3 separate regions of the Mus musculus genome follow, and regions 1 and 2 are each linked to region 3. The links are chromatin contacts, called in public Hi-C and promoter capture Hi-C maps. All regions are on one chromosome and are shown on one strand. The core of a region is the stretch at or near the end of the contact, and the rest is flanking DNA. Distances in the headings are between cores, read along the strand shown.

Region 1 (3,752 bases), core at 106-2,605, 340 kb after region 3:
ACGCTGCAGATTGCAGGAGACAAATTTAATGCTGAGATAAAGTTTCCTCAAGATCTTCCTTTTCTGTTTGAATAATCCTACCTTATAGTATTGTAAGAGAATAAATACTAATGATGTTAGTCTTAACATCAACTCTCTCAGTTTAGGCAAATTATAGAACCAACTATTTCTAAAACTAACTATGATTAAGTAAATTCTTTTATTTGCAAATGTTAACATACATTGACGAGAAAACTTTTTATAAGCCTTAAAGCCTATCATAAGACATTCCATTATGATTTATTTACCTTTAACAAGATGATTTATAAGCCCTTTAATCTGTAGTCTCACAATACAGTTCCTTATCTTTTCATAGAATCAAATGTTAGAAAGATGCCATAAGATAAACGCTAAAATCACTGTTTGAGGAATTCAGGTTGCAAGATTCATTGCTTTTTTGTTGTTATCATAAAACATGTTTTTGTGAAGATTTTAGGAGACTAAATGAGGAGAAAAAAGCCTGAAGCAGTTAACATACAGACAGAAGTGTATTAACATTTTACAGACTGCTGTGATTCTGCTGGGTGCTGGCTTAATGTAATCCTGAAGTTCAAGTATGACCTTGATATGCATCAAATATTGGAATCATTGGGTGCAGTGAGAGGCTGGTGACACAGGTTGAAGTTTTGTTTTTGCAAGACACTGCTCAAAAATATCATGGCATCCAACCTGCTGACCTTGTGCATGGTTAGAAGCATTCCTTTTGAAAAAAAATTAAAAGTCTGTTAAAATGCAAATGTGTTAGCTTAATAAGAGACTATCTCATCACTTGTACTTTTAACAAAACCCCAAAAGATTAGATGTTAAGCTCTAACCCCATGCACGTAGCCAATTAACTTATCCCAATTAATGGATGACAGTTGTTATAATTGAGAAAACTAATTTCTCGTTACACTTCAAGATCAGTGATAGTCACTAATATTTCACTTACAGAATTCAAAATGAAGGTCCCAATGGGAAGTGGTAGTTTCGGGGTGCACAGAGTTGTTCTGATGTTAACTGAATTCATACCCTTGGTCAGAATCCAAAAGTAGATCAATTAATGTCTGATTTCACAAATGTAAACAAACAAACAAAAAAGGTAAAAAGTGGTGTTCACTATCAACATGTGGCAAAATTAATTCATAGGCTGCTACTTTAATGACACATGGGGCCACAATGACTGTCATTTCTTTGAGACAGGAATTCTTACAGCCCAAACTATGCTTGAATTTACTATATAATCAAGATGACCTTGGATTTCTGTTCTCCCGACCTCCACCTCCCAAGTTCTCGGGATTATGGGCTTGCATCACTGTGCTCAGCCAATGTTGACTGTTTTTGTTACATCATGGAGCACAGACTCGTTCTACTCTCTTTGAGACTGTCTGGCTCACATCTCTACCACAGTAATATTTCCAGAGTTGCCCTGGTGCTAAAAATGACTATCTCCTTGAACTTCCTAAACGGAAAAGAAACCTTGACTTCAGCACTTCACCGTACTCATTCTTTCCCCACGACTGCCCAGTGTGGAGCCATACCAGAACAAGGGCTTTTCCTCCCCGTGGGTTCCACCCTATGACTGTGTTTCCTGCCTCTGAATCACCTTCTCCTGATGGAGGCCCCTGCTGTGTCGATGAAAATGAGATCATAAACAAACATGTAAGCCCTCAAGGCAGGAAGAGTGCTCTGCAGGAAAACTCCCAAAGAATAGTGGAAATAAAGAAATTGGCTATTTATATGGGGTGGCCAGGAATGGTCTCTCTGGTAGGGTGATATGTACATAAATGTCCCCCATAGTCTTGATTATTTGGACACTTGGTCCCCAATTACTGACACTATTTATGGAGGTTTAAGAGGTGCAGCCTCTTTGGAGGGAGAATGTCCATGGGAGTGAACTTTGAGAGCTTAAAGCTTTGTCTACTTCCAATGTGCTAGCTCTGCCTGGTGCTTGTGGTTTAAAGATGTGAGCTCTCAACTTGCTACCATATGTCCCGTTATAATGGATTTTTTATTCCTCTGGAACCGTTATGCCCAAATAACCTCTTCCTTCTATAGCTTGCCTTGGCCACGGTGTTTTATGACAGGAATAGAAAAGTAACTAAGGCAGGTAGCATCTGAGCATTAAGCCGGGCGACTAAAGGACAAAGCTGGTGATAGATGGAAGTACTCTGGGCCGAGAGGAAAACGCTGGGATAGTAGTGGGCTTGGTATGTGCAAGCAACAGTGAAGTATTCCAGATCCTAGAACAGACTGGGCAGGGAGCAAGAGTGGTAGCCATGGGCCTAGAGGATGGGAGATGGGACCATGAGTTGGAGTCCTTTGAACAAAATGATTATTCTCTATCATGTTACAGCCACCTCTCTCAGAATATTCCAGAATCAGAATACAACACATGCAGGTACAAGCAGAGGAAGGGAAACCAGTCGTGAGGCACTAAAACAGTCAAGGCAAGCTAGAAGATGCTCACAGAGAAGTTAAATTTGCATAGTTGTGAGTTCTAGATATACACAACATTATAAGATTTGACCACAAATGAACATGGTAATAGCAATTATGAGTCAAATATGATGTCAATGCTTTTTGAGGCTGGAAAGCAGTAAAATTTTTGGCAGTACATTCTAGAAAGTGCTCTACCATTGAACTATATTCCTGCATCTCCAGTACCACCCTCCTCCTCCTCCTCCTCCTCCTCCTCCTCCTCCTCCTCCTCCTCCCTCCTCCTTTTTAGATAGATCTCATCGAGGCCCCAGGATGATCTGAAACTCACTCCAGAGCCCAGGCTAGACTTGAACTTGTAACATTCCTGCCCTGCCTCCTGAGTACTGATATTTCAAGCCTGGGCCACTAGATTCAGCAATGGTGATGCTTTTTACAGAGTGATAGCAGGTGGACCAAAGATCTGGGTCATGTGCCTATTTGACATGCACAAATATGTATGTAAATAGGCAGCTGTTATTCCAAGCCTGACATTCTGAGGATAGTGATTTATGAATGATCAAACAGCTACAGTTTAGCTCAACTGCCCTTTAAAAATAAAAATCTACTGACTAGTGTGATTGCCTAAACCCCAACATATGTTGAGAATTTCCATTGATCAGAATACAGAAAAGAGAGCAGTGGGGCAGAAGTAATGAGAAAATACGCTGAGGGGTAAAAATGGGAGAGAAGGTGGATGAACAGCAAGATGCTTCGTCTCCCTGCTCTACATTTGTGGTGCTTTGACTCAGAACTCACTGAGGTGATATGGTGTATACATACATATATATGTATACATACATATATATATACACATACATATACACATATACATACACATATATATGTTACTTGTCTTGCTGATGAGATGAAGTACCTGGAAAAATAATCAGTTTAAGGAAGGAAGAGGGTTTTTTTCTTGCTTTGTTTTGTTTTGTTTTGTTTTGTTTTGTGTTTGTTTGTTTGTTTTTCTCACAATTTGAAAGCATACCCTATCATGATGTGGAAGCCATGGCTGCAGGAACTTGAAGAGGTAACTGGCCATACTGAATATGAAGTCAGAAGGCTGGCAACGATGACTGCTTGTGCTCAGCTCATCTTTCTGTTTAGTGCAGGACCCATTTTTATGTAGTGTAGGACTCCTTCCCACGGAATGGAACCATGCGCATTCAGGGCAGGTCTACCAATCTCTATCTCCGTCTAAAATTTCCTGCAAAGATATGCCCAGAAGTTTGTTTCCATGGTGATTATAAATT
Region 2 (4,088 bases), core at 62-2,561, 410 kb after region 3:
AATGCAGAGATCTGGAGTAGCACTGAAGAGACCGTTTCCCCCAAAATCAAATCACGTAGCTGCGATGATCTCCTGAATGACGACTGCGACAGCTTCCCAGACCCTAAAACCAAGTCAGAGAGTATGGGTTCTCTGTTATGTGAAGAAGACTCCAAAGAGAGCTGCCCCATGACATGGGCGTCCCCCTACATCCAGGAAGTGTGCGGGAACAGCAGATCTAGGCTCAAACACAGGTCAGCCCATAATGCCCCAGGCTTCCTCAAAATGTACAAGAAAATGCATCGCATCAACCGCAAGGACTTGATGAATTCAGAGGTCATTTGCTCGGTGAAATCCAGGATCCTGCAGTACGAGAAGGAGCAACAGCACAGGGGGCTGCTGCACGGATGGAGCCAGTCTTCCACCGAGGAGGTGCCCAGGGACGTGGTGCCCACTCGCATTTCGGAATTTGAAAAGCTGATTCAGAAGTCGAAGTCTATGCCCAATCTAGGAGATGAAATGTTATCTCCTATAACCCTAGAACCCCCACAAAATGGTTTGTGTCCCAAGAGGCGATTTTCTATCGAGTCTCTGCTGGAGGAAGAAACTCAGGTTCGTCACCCTTCTCAGGGTCAGCGAAGCTGCAAGTCTAACACCCTGGTGCCCATCCACATCGAGGTCACCAGCGACGAGCAACCTAGAACACACATGGAGTTTTCCGACAGTGACCAAGATGGGGTTGTGTCCGACCACAGCGACTACGTTCACGTCGAAGGGTCGTCCTTTTGTAGTGAAAGTGACTTTGACCACTTTTCATTCACATCCTCTGAAAGCTTCTACGGATCGAGCCATCACCACCACCATCACCATCACCATCACCGACACCTCATCAGCTCCTGCAAAGGCCGATGCCCGGCTTCTTACACTCGATTTACCACAATGCTAAAACATGAAAGAGCTAAGCATGAAAACATGGACCGACCCAGAAGGCAAGAAATGGATCCTGGCCTGTCTAAGCTTGCATTTCTAGTCAGCCCTGTGCCTTTCCGAAGGAAAAAAATCCTGACTCCCCAAAAACAGACTGAAAAGGCAAAATGCAAAGCCTCAGTAGTTGAAGCTCTGGACTCTGCCCTGAAAGACATTTGCGACCAAATAAAAGCCGAAAAGCGGAGGGGAAGCTTGCCAGACAACAGCATCCTGCACAGGCTTATCAGTGAACTGCTGCCACAGATTCCTGAAAGGAATTCATCTCTTCATGCTCTCAAAAGGAGCCCCATGCACCAGCCTTTCCACCCACTGCCTCCAGATGGTGCTAGTCATTGTCCCCTGTACCAAAATGATTGTGGGAGAATGCCTCACAGTGCCTCTTTCCCTGACGTGGACACAACCAGCAACTACCACGCACAGGACTATGGGAGTGCACTGAGCCTCCAAGGTGGATGCTCTTTCCTTTCTTTGTCTCACGTGGCACAGATCCCATCCTTTCTCGTATTCGTTTTTTTCCCATCCTGCATCTCATCACTCTTGAGCCGTGAGACCACGTGACGTCATTATGTGTTGCCAAGGAAAGAGCTGTGTGGTGCGGCGTGTTTGACTACGTAGTTCTCATTTGCCTGTGTGCTATTTGACATTCATGTGTTGGCTGAAAGTACTCATCAATTCACAAACATTTACTCACTTAAAACTAAAAGAAAACGCAAATTTGTCACTTAATAAAAACAAGTCGGATGTTGTTTAAAAAAAAAAAAAAGAAAGAAAGAAAAAGAAAAGAAATGATAAATCTCCACATTCTTAAAGGCTATATTTACTTATACTAATGCTATACAGCATGCTTCACAAACAGTAGATCCAAATGTTTTTTAAAAAGCAGGCTATATAACTGGAAAGCTTCAAATCAAGACATTGATTCAAATCCAGAAACCAATTTTCTAGCAAAATAACCCATTTTCTTTGGCTATCTAATATCCTAAAATAATCACCTCTCAAATTCAAAAGGCTAAATCAAGACAAAAACTATAATTCAATATATGTATCCCTAAGATATATTTAGATTCATTATGAACCAAAGCCAGTGGTTTCATGGACTTTTCTTAGATTTTTATATTAACCTTAGAACACTATACTTATTCACGCAAAGAAGTTGGTCCCCACAAATTGTTTACTAACTCCCTCCATTTAAAGGGCACAATTTGAAAAATAAATAAAGGGCACAATTTGGATGGAATTTTGTAAATGTATCTTTTAGATATAGATATGACTTCTATCATTCAAGGATCTCATTTTCTTCTTTCTATTACTTGATATACACACTTGCTATTTCTGTTAGGATAAACTTGTACTGAAATGTGAATTGGATTATGCTAAACATGACTCTTGAATAAGTCCATTTCACAGTTAACACAAATGTTAGAAGGCAAATGACAGTTCTAACCAGAGGTATTTACTGAAGTTAACATAACTTTATAACAGCATGCTTTGGTGCTTTTAGCTACTTCCCAAGTGAATCTGTGTAGGACAGACATGTCATGAGGCTGGAGTAAATATTCCAGACTTGGGAGTGGGCTGTCAGTAGCGAGGCTTTAGACACTAGCTCTGCAGAGAGCTTTAGCTAGATGCATTGTCCAACTGAAACCAACATGAGTCAATGGATTTGTATTATTATAAATGCATTTGTATTATTATAATATAATATTATTATATTGAGAAATTGAAGGACAAAGAGGATAAAGTTTCTCAATATAACACAGATTACAGTAACAGCAAGAGAAGTCAAAGCCCTGTTAACTAAAAATATACAGCATAAAATATAATTTCTAATGGCAAAAAACCACAAAATTGTTACTAACGACTGGACAATTTTACTTATTGGTATTTACCTTCACTTTAATTTGTACTGTACAACATGCTGGAAAACAATAAATTAGAATAAAAGGGGATGAGGTGATGGCTCAGTAGTTAACAGTCATTGCTTATCTACCAGAGGACCCGGGTTCAGTTCCCAGTGTGCACATGGCAACTCACAATGGTCCATATCTCCAAACCCAGGGAAAGACTGCCATCAAAGACACTGCACACACATGGTGCACAGACATACATGCAGGCAAAAACCCATACACAAAAATAATGTCATATAAAAAGGATAGAACAGATAGAATAATGATTTAATAATATTAATAGTATACTTTTTAATTTACTTGATAAATAAAATAAATTTCGAATTCAAAAACTTAGATAGACACTTTCTATTTAAACTGAAACAAGTTGTAATCCAATTTTTTAACTACCTTCTTCAGTTTTCTGATACCCTGATATATAGTATATAGTACATTATCAAAACATGAGTTTAAATCACTTAAAAATATACTATATACACAAATAAAAATTATCTTGATGGTTTGTAGTATTCAACATATTTATATTTGTTAGAGTGAGTAAATATTTTCCTAAACTTTGACCCAGTTACACAGGTAAAATTCTATGATGATGCTGGATACTTTTATACCTTTAGTATCATCCTGCATGCAAATCACACAACTATGTTAGGTTTAAGAAACTGAAAGGGAGATTTGCAGTTGTCATTTTTAAATGTAACTATTTATAATTTGTTTTAGTGAGAAAAAGGCCTCAGTATTTCATAAGCAATTTGGCAACTTCATATGAAGCTTTCTGGTTATCCTTTTGCTTTCTGGAATAAATATTTTACCCTCTGATTAGTTGAACATTCACGTACAAAGAAAAGTCATAAAAGGTATGGAATCTTAAGGCTCAGTAAGTATTTACAAACAGTAATAACACACATTCATGCATACACATATCTGTGCACTCTTACATGCATGCGTACATACACTCACACATGCACACACATACATGTATGCACATGTACATGCACACATGTGTGCACACGCATACATACACATACTCACACAGGCACACATATACATGTACACACGTGTACAAACATACATGCTTGCATACACACATACATACATGAACACACATACACATGCACACAGACACAAGCACCCACACTACACACACACACATGCATGCACGCACAGGCGCACACACACTCACACACATGCATGCACTGGGTAGGGTATGACTATAGT
Region 3 (4,055 bases), core at 10-2,509:
AGTTTCTCATAGTCTATGTTGGAAATGACCAGAAAGCCTGGGAGTGGGCGGAGTGAACCCGGGAAGAGATTGTGGCAGGCAGAGGGTGGAAGTCAAAGTTGACAACACTGTTGCTACTCACCCTTCTGGGTCATCCTGGGAGTCGCTGTCCGAGGTCCATTCCTCGCCAATGTCAGGCAAGGTGAAAAACAGAGTTTTGGGAACCGGACCCGGGGCCATCCATACACTGGGCTCTCGCTCTCCAGGAGCTCGCAGCTGGCGAGGGTTCCGTGGACTTGATGCTGTGACGCTGTTGCTGCCCAAGGGGATGGTGACAGAAGGCAGGGTCGCCCAGTCAACCCCTGGGCTGGGTAAAGTCACTGAAGCCACTGAGCCGGCAGAGCCACTGTAGGGGGTTAAGGGCGGTGCTATGGATGCTCCTGAGCTGCTGGGCAGAGATCCGGAACACCCTGTTGCTTCTACCCTTTGAGCAGCTGCGGAGCTCCTGGGGTGCGAGGCAGGGAGCGGAGTGTGCACCGGGGTGAAGGGCTCCCGTGAGGCCGCGGTGTCTGGAGGCAGAGATGGGAGCAAAGTCAGGGTCTCAGCCTCTCTAAGCGACGTGCTGGCGCCGGAGTCTACTGATCCTGTGGCCGCCGCGCCTCCAGGGTGGCTGGAGACTGCCGGGGATGCTGTTGAGAGCTTGAAGATCTTGGCAAACAGAGACCCCAGGTCCAACACAGCGACCTTCATGCCTTGGTCCTGGAGAGGTTACTGTGACTGTCGCCGGGAGGTCAAGGACACCAGGTGCTGGTCTGCAGGGCTCCATCCACCACCCCCTGCAGCGATCTGGATCAGATGGCTCTGGGGACGAGCAGAGGGTCCTGGGGTCCTGGCACACAGCTTCCTCGAGGCTTCTAGGTCTTTTTTTCCACCCACAGGAATCCGTTGTTTCAGCGTTTAGTTCCTTATGGGTCTGACAGACCCTCTCCAATGAACCCACAGATGTAAAGGCGACAGAGGGAGGCTGGTTACCCTCTGCAAAGAGAAATCCCTCCTGTCCCACAGTGTAGTAAGATGTTCAAGGGACCAGGGGCACAGAGCTCAAGGAGAGGACTAGTGTTGGATGCACGGATTATGGGCTAAACTCGCTGGAGATTCTCTGGCTGGCCCCTGGGGCTGCACAGGCGGTTGCTAAGCTAAACAAAACCCCTGCTAAGCTCTCTGCTAATTGGACTCCAGGCTGTAGCTGGGCTGTGTCCACAATAGAAACACCAGCTCCCCTCCTTGACTCTTGCCTTAAAGAAACAGTCTCAAATTTCGCCACCATCCTTACAGCTTCAGGCTGCCCAGGAGCTACTAGGACCTTGAACATAATCCCTGCAAGCGGACCCATCGGTTCCAGAATGTTCTGGAACTCATTCGACTTGACAAGTTCAAATATACCATGCTCATGATCATGATCTTTGATGTGAGAAGGGTGAGCAGGAAGGTGAATTGAGGGAATATGCTTGAAATGGGCTCCACTTTGTTTACCCCAAGATTTATTTTCTGTCCATCACTGAAGATGTCAAGATATCTTATGTGGAACAAATGGCATTACACCTACTTTGATTTTATATATGTATGAGCTGAGCTATGGTTATTTTTATACCTTCTGGTAAGCTTTGCATCTCCGTTTGTTGTAACTATGACAACATTTAAAAACACTTTTAATGAGGGGATCTCTACACTACCAACTGAAGACCAAGCCTCTAGCGCATGAACCTGGGAGGGTGTTTCTTTTCAAACTGTAACATAATTGGAACATCAAGCTTTATGTTTTCCCATAGGCAGCTCATTTTCTACCTATCATATTGAAAATGGCCCATGATCTCATTAGTGTATCCTACCTGGCAAATAAACATGTCAGAAGCACCTTTATAGAATTTCAAGACTCATTTAGCACTGAGAGACAAGGAGATACAGTGTTCTTGAAGTACAATAAAACTAACAAAACAAAACAAAACAAAACAGATACTTATCTATCTCAGGTTGTGACTGAGATAAGCCCTTAGACACAAGTGTAGCACATGACCACCATCTCAGTCAGCATCACCTGGGAGAAAGCACAGCACCTGCAGAGGGGGAGGGGCAGGGGGAGGGGGAGAGAGAGGGTGAAAGAGAGAGAGAGAGCTCTGGAGCAATAAGGCTCCATCTAATCAGATTCTGGGACTAGGAAGAGTATGCAGTCGTCAACATGGAAAGCTTGGAAGGAAGGATCTGGATGAGGGGAAGGGTGAGTGAGTGCCAGACAACCCCAGGTCAGCAGTGGTGGACCCTAGAGACAGAGGTGCTGGGGACAGACCAGAAAGGCTGTGACGACTGTAGGACAATGAAAGGCTATCAGAAGCAGACTGGCATTGGCCAACTGCCACTTGCCATGTTCTTGTCATTCCCCTGTGCTGCAATTTGCCAGATGGTCCCCAAGCTATGGAACATATGTCAGGGCATTCAGATACTTCACATAGCTCCTCAGGCTTGCAGTAAATGTTATGTGAATGGCTGGTCCCTTGTCCTTACACACACACTCTCTCTTTATATGTAGATATAGATATAGATACAGATACAGATACAGATACAGATACAGACACAGACACAGACACAGACACAGACACAGACACAGACACAGACACAGACACAGACACAGACACAGACACAGACACAGACACAGACACACAGACACACAGACACAGACACACAGACACAGACACAGACACAGACACAGACACAGACACACACACAGACACAGACACAGACATAGACACAGACACAGACACATATATATACACAGGCACACATACACAGACTCATATAATTCCTACAGTAATATTTCTGAATCATAGTTGACCTCAACTGAAACCATATGACAAAAAACCTGGGTGACAGGACCATAATATAATTAAGTTCTGATGAAGTCATTTGCATGGACCCTAAGCCAATGGGACAGTATACTGTGAGCAAGAAAAGTGACATGGGAGAAAACACCCTAACCTCTGTGGTGACAGATATGTGGACAGTCTCAAAACTACTGTTCAGGTGGTAGAGGGAGAGAAAAATCCTGACTTCCAGGTTTCCAGGGGATCCGAGCTTTGCAGATACCCAGTGTAGGATTTGTAGCCTGCAGAAGTGTGCTACGTGAAGCCATCCTGACGTGGCAACTTGTTATGATAACCCTAGGAAACTGTTAGGGGATTGCTTAAGCAAAGAGGAGCTTTTCACCATCATCGTATTTTACTTGTGATTCTAGAAAAGTATTCAGTGGCCACATTGGCTCTAAACAGCTGGCTATAAATTCAAGTGGTGATAGCAACTGTCTTTAATCCGTAGAGAAAGCGACAGAAAGAGAGAAGGCCCATGGAGGAAGGTCCCACTGCTAGTTAACTAATGACTGTGGCTTTCTGAAAAGCTAGCCCCATAAACAAGGGGCAGTGGATGAGTGATTGACCCTTTTGTTTTTGCAGACACTGCTTTGGAAAAATGATCTGTAATTGCACCCATAATAAACCCTTCTAAGGAAGCCACTGGGTCTCTTACAGCCATTGTTCATCCATCAACAGCTTTGTAGACACATGTGAGATGTTACCAGGTTAATCCTTAATTACCAACAGCATGCAGTTTTCATGACACGAGCCTTAGGTGGTGGACCATGATGCTCTAGCTGAAGCTGAAGAATAATGCAAAGAAAAGAAATGATTCACGGACTAGGACTGTACTCATTTTAGACAGGCTGTTAGTAATGTTAAAGTGTTTAGTTTTAAAAATCGTATTTTGATTAGCTAAGAACTTGGCTTATTTTTCTTCTGTCATTTAGCTCTGACATGGAGAAAATACTAGGGAACTATAATAATGTTTCTATGAACAAATTTTATGTTTTGGAAATTTAATATTTGATCAAAACAAACAAGAGTAACTAATTTGTTTATGAAGTACCTGTCTCAAATAGGGACATCTTCTGGGAGTTACATTTCTTTATAGAGATCACTAAGCAGAGCTTAAAAAGTAAAGAAAAACTCCCAGCTTTAATTGAGCTAATTCTT

The links. Promoter capture Hi-C pulls out the DNA fragments that hold promoters and counts their contacts. A called contact is a pair of places that touch in the nucleus more often than the background predicts.
Region 1: a promoter capture Hi-C map of liver shows a contact between it and region 3, with 3 times the contacts expected there. The contact joins the enhancer-like site here to the promoter of Fam149a in region 3. A contact is called at or near these places in 3 of 39 promoter capture datasets (cranial neural crest, liver and stem cell-derived epiblast-like cells), 1 of 115 datasets of contacts at active chromatin or transcription factors (embryonic stem cells) and 2 of 9 other capture datasets (adipose tissue and embryonic stem cells).
Region 2: a contact with region 3 is called in a Hi-C map of cortical neurons, with 2.4 times the contacts expected there. The contact joins the enhancer-like site here to the promoter of Fam149a in region 3. A contact is called at or near these places in 7 of 39 promoter capture datasets (the C10 cell line, cranial neural crest, embryonic stem cells and 3 more), 4 of 484 Hi-C or Micro-C datasets (cortical neurons, embryonic fibroblasts, nephron progenitors and 1 more), 6 of 115 datasets of contacts at active chromatin or transcription factors (embryonic forebrain, embryonic midbrain, embryonic stem cells and 2 more) and 3 of 9 other capture datasets (adipose tissue, embryonic stem cells and liver).

The regions. Positions count from the first base shown.
Region 1 is chr8:45,718,501-45,722,252 of GRCm38.p6, forward strand. All of the region lies in intron 2 of Sorbs2 (sorbin and SH3 domain containing 2), which reads left to right. Among named protein-coding and RNA genes, the nearest start is that of Gm30635, 41 kb to the left of the region's middle. Within about 2 kb of position 1,356, at least 49 of the 459 cell types and tissues checked have an H3K27ac peak or open chromatin away from gene starts, as enhancers often do. A contact at or near this core is called in adipose tissue and liver, where this site is marked.
Region 2 is chr8:45,795,145-45,799,232 of GRCm38.p6, forward strand. Sorbs2 (sorbin and SH3 domain containing 2) reads left to right here. Exons shown (of 24, transcript NM_001205219.1): 16 at 1-1,414. All of the region lies in intron 1 of Sorbs2os (sorbin and SH3 domain containing 2, opposite strand), which reads right to left. Among named protein-coding and RNA genes, the nearest start is that of Sorbs2os, 22 kb to the right of the region's middle. Within about 2 kb of position 1,312, at least 8 of the 459 cell types and tissues checked have an H3K27ac peak or open chromatin away from gene starts, as enhancers often do. A contact at or near this core is called in cortical neurons, where this site is marked.
Region 3 is chr8:45,381,032-45,385,086 of GRCm38.p6, forward strand. Fam149a (family with sequence similarity 149, member A) reads right to left here and starts at 1,260. Exons shown (of 14, transcript NM_153535.2): 1 at 122-1,260. The coding sequence starts at 729.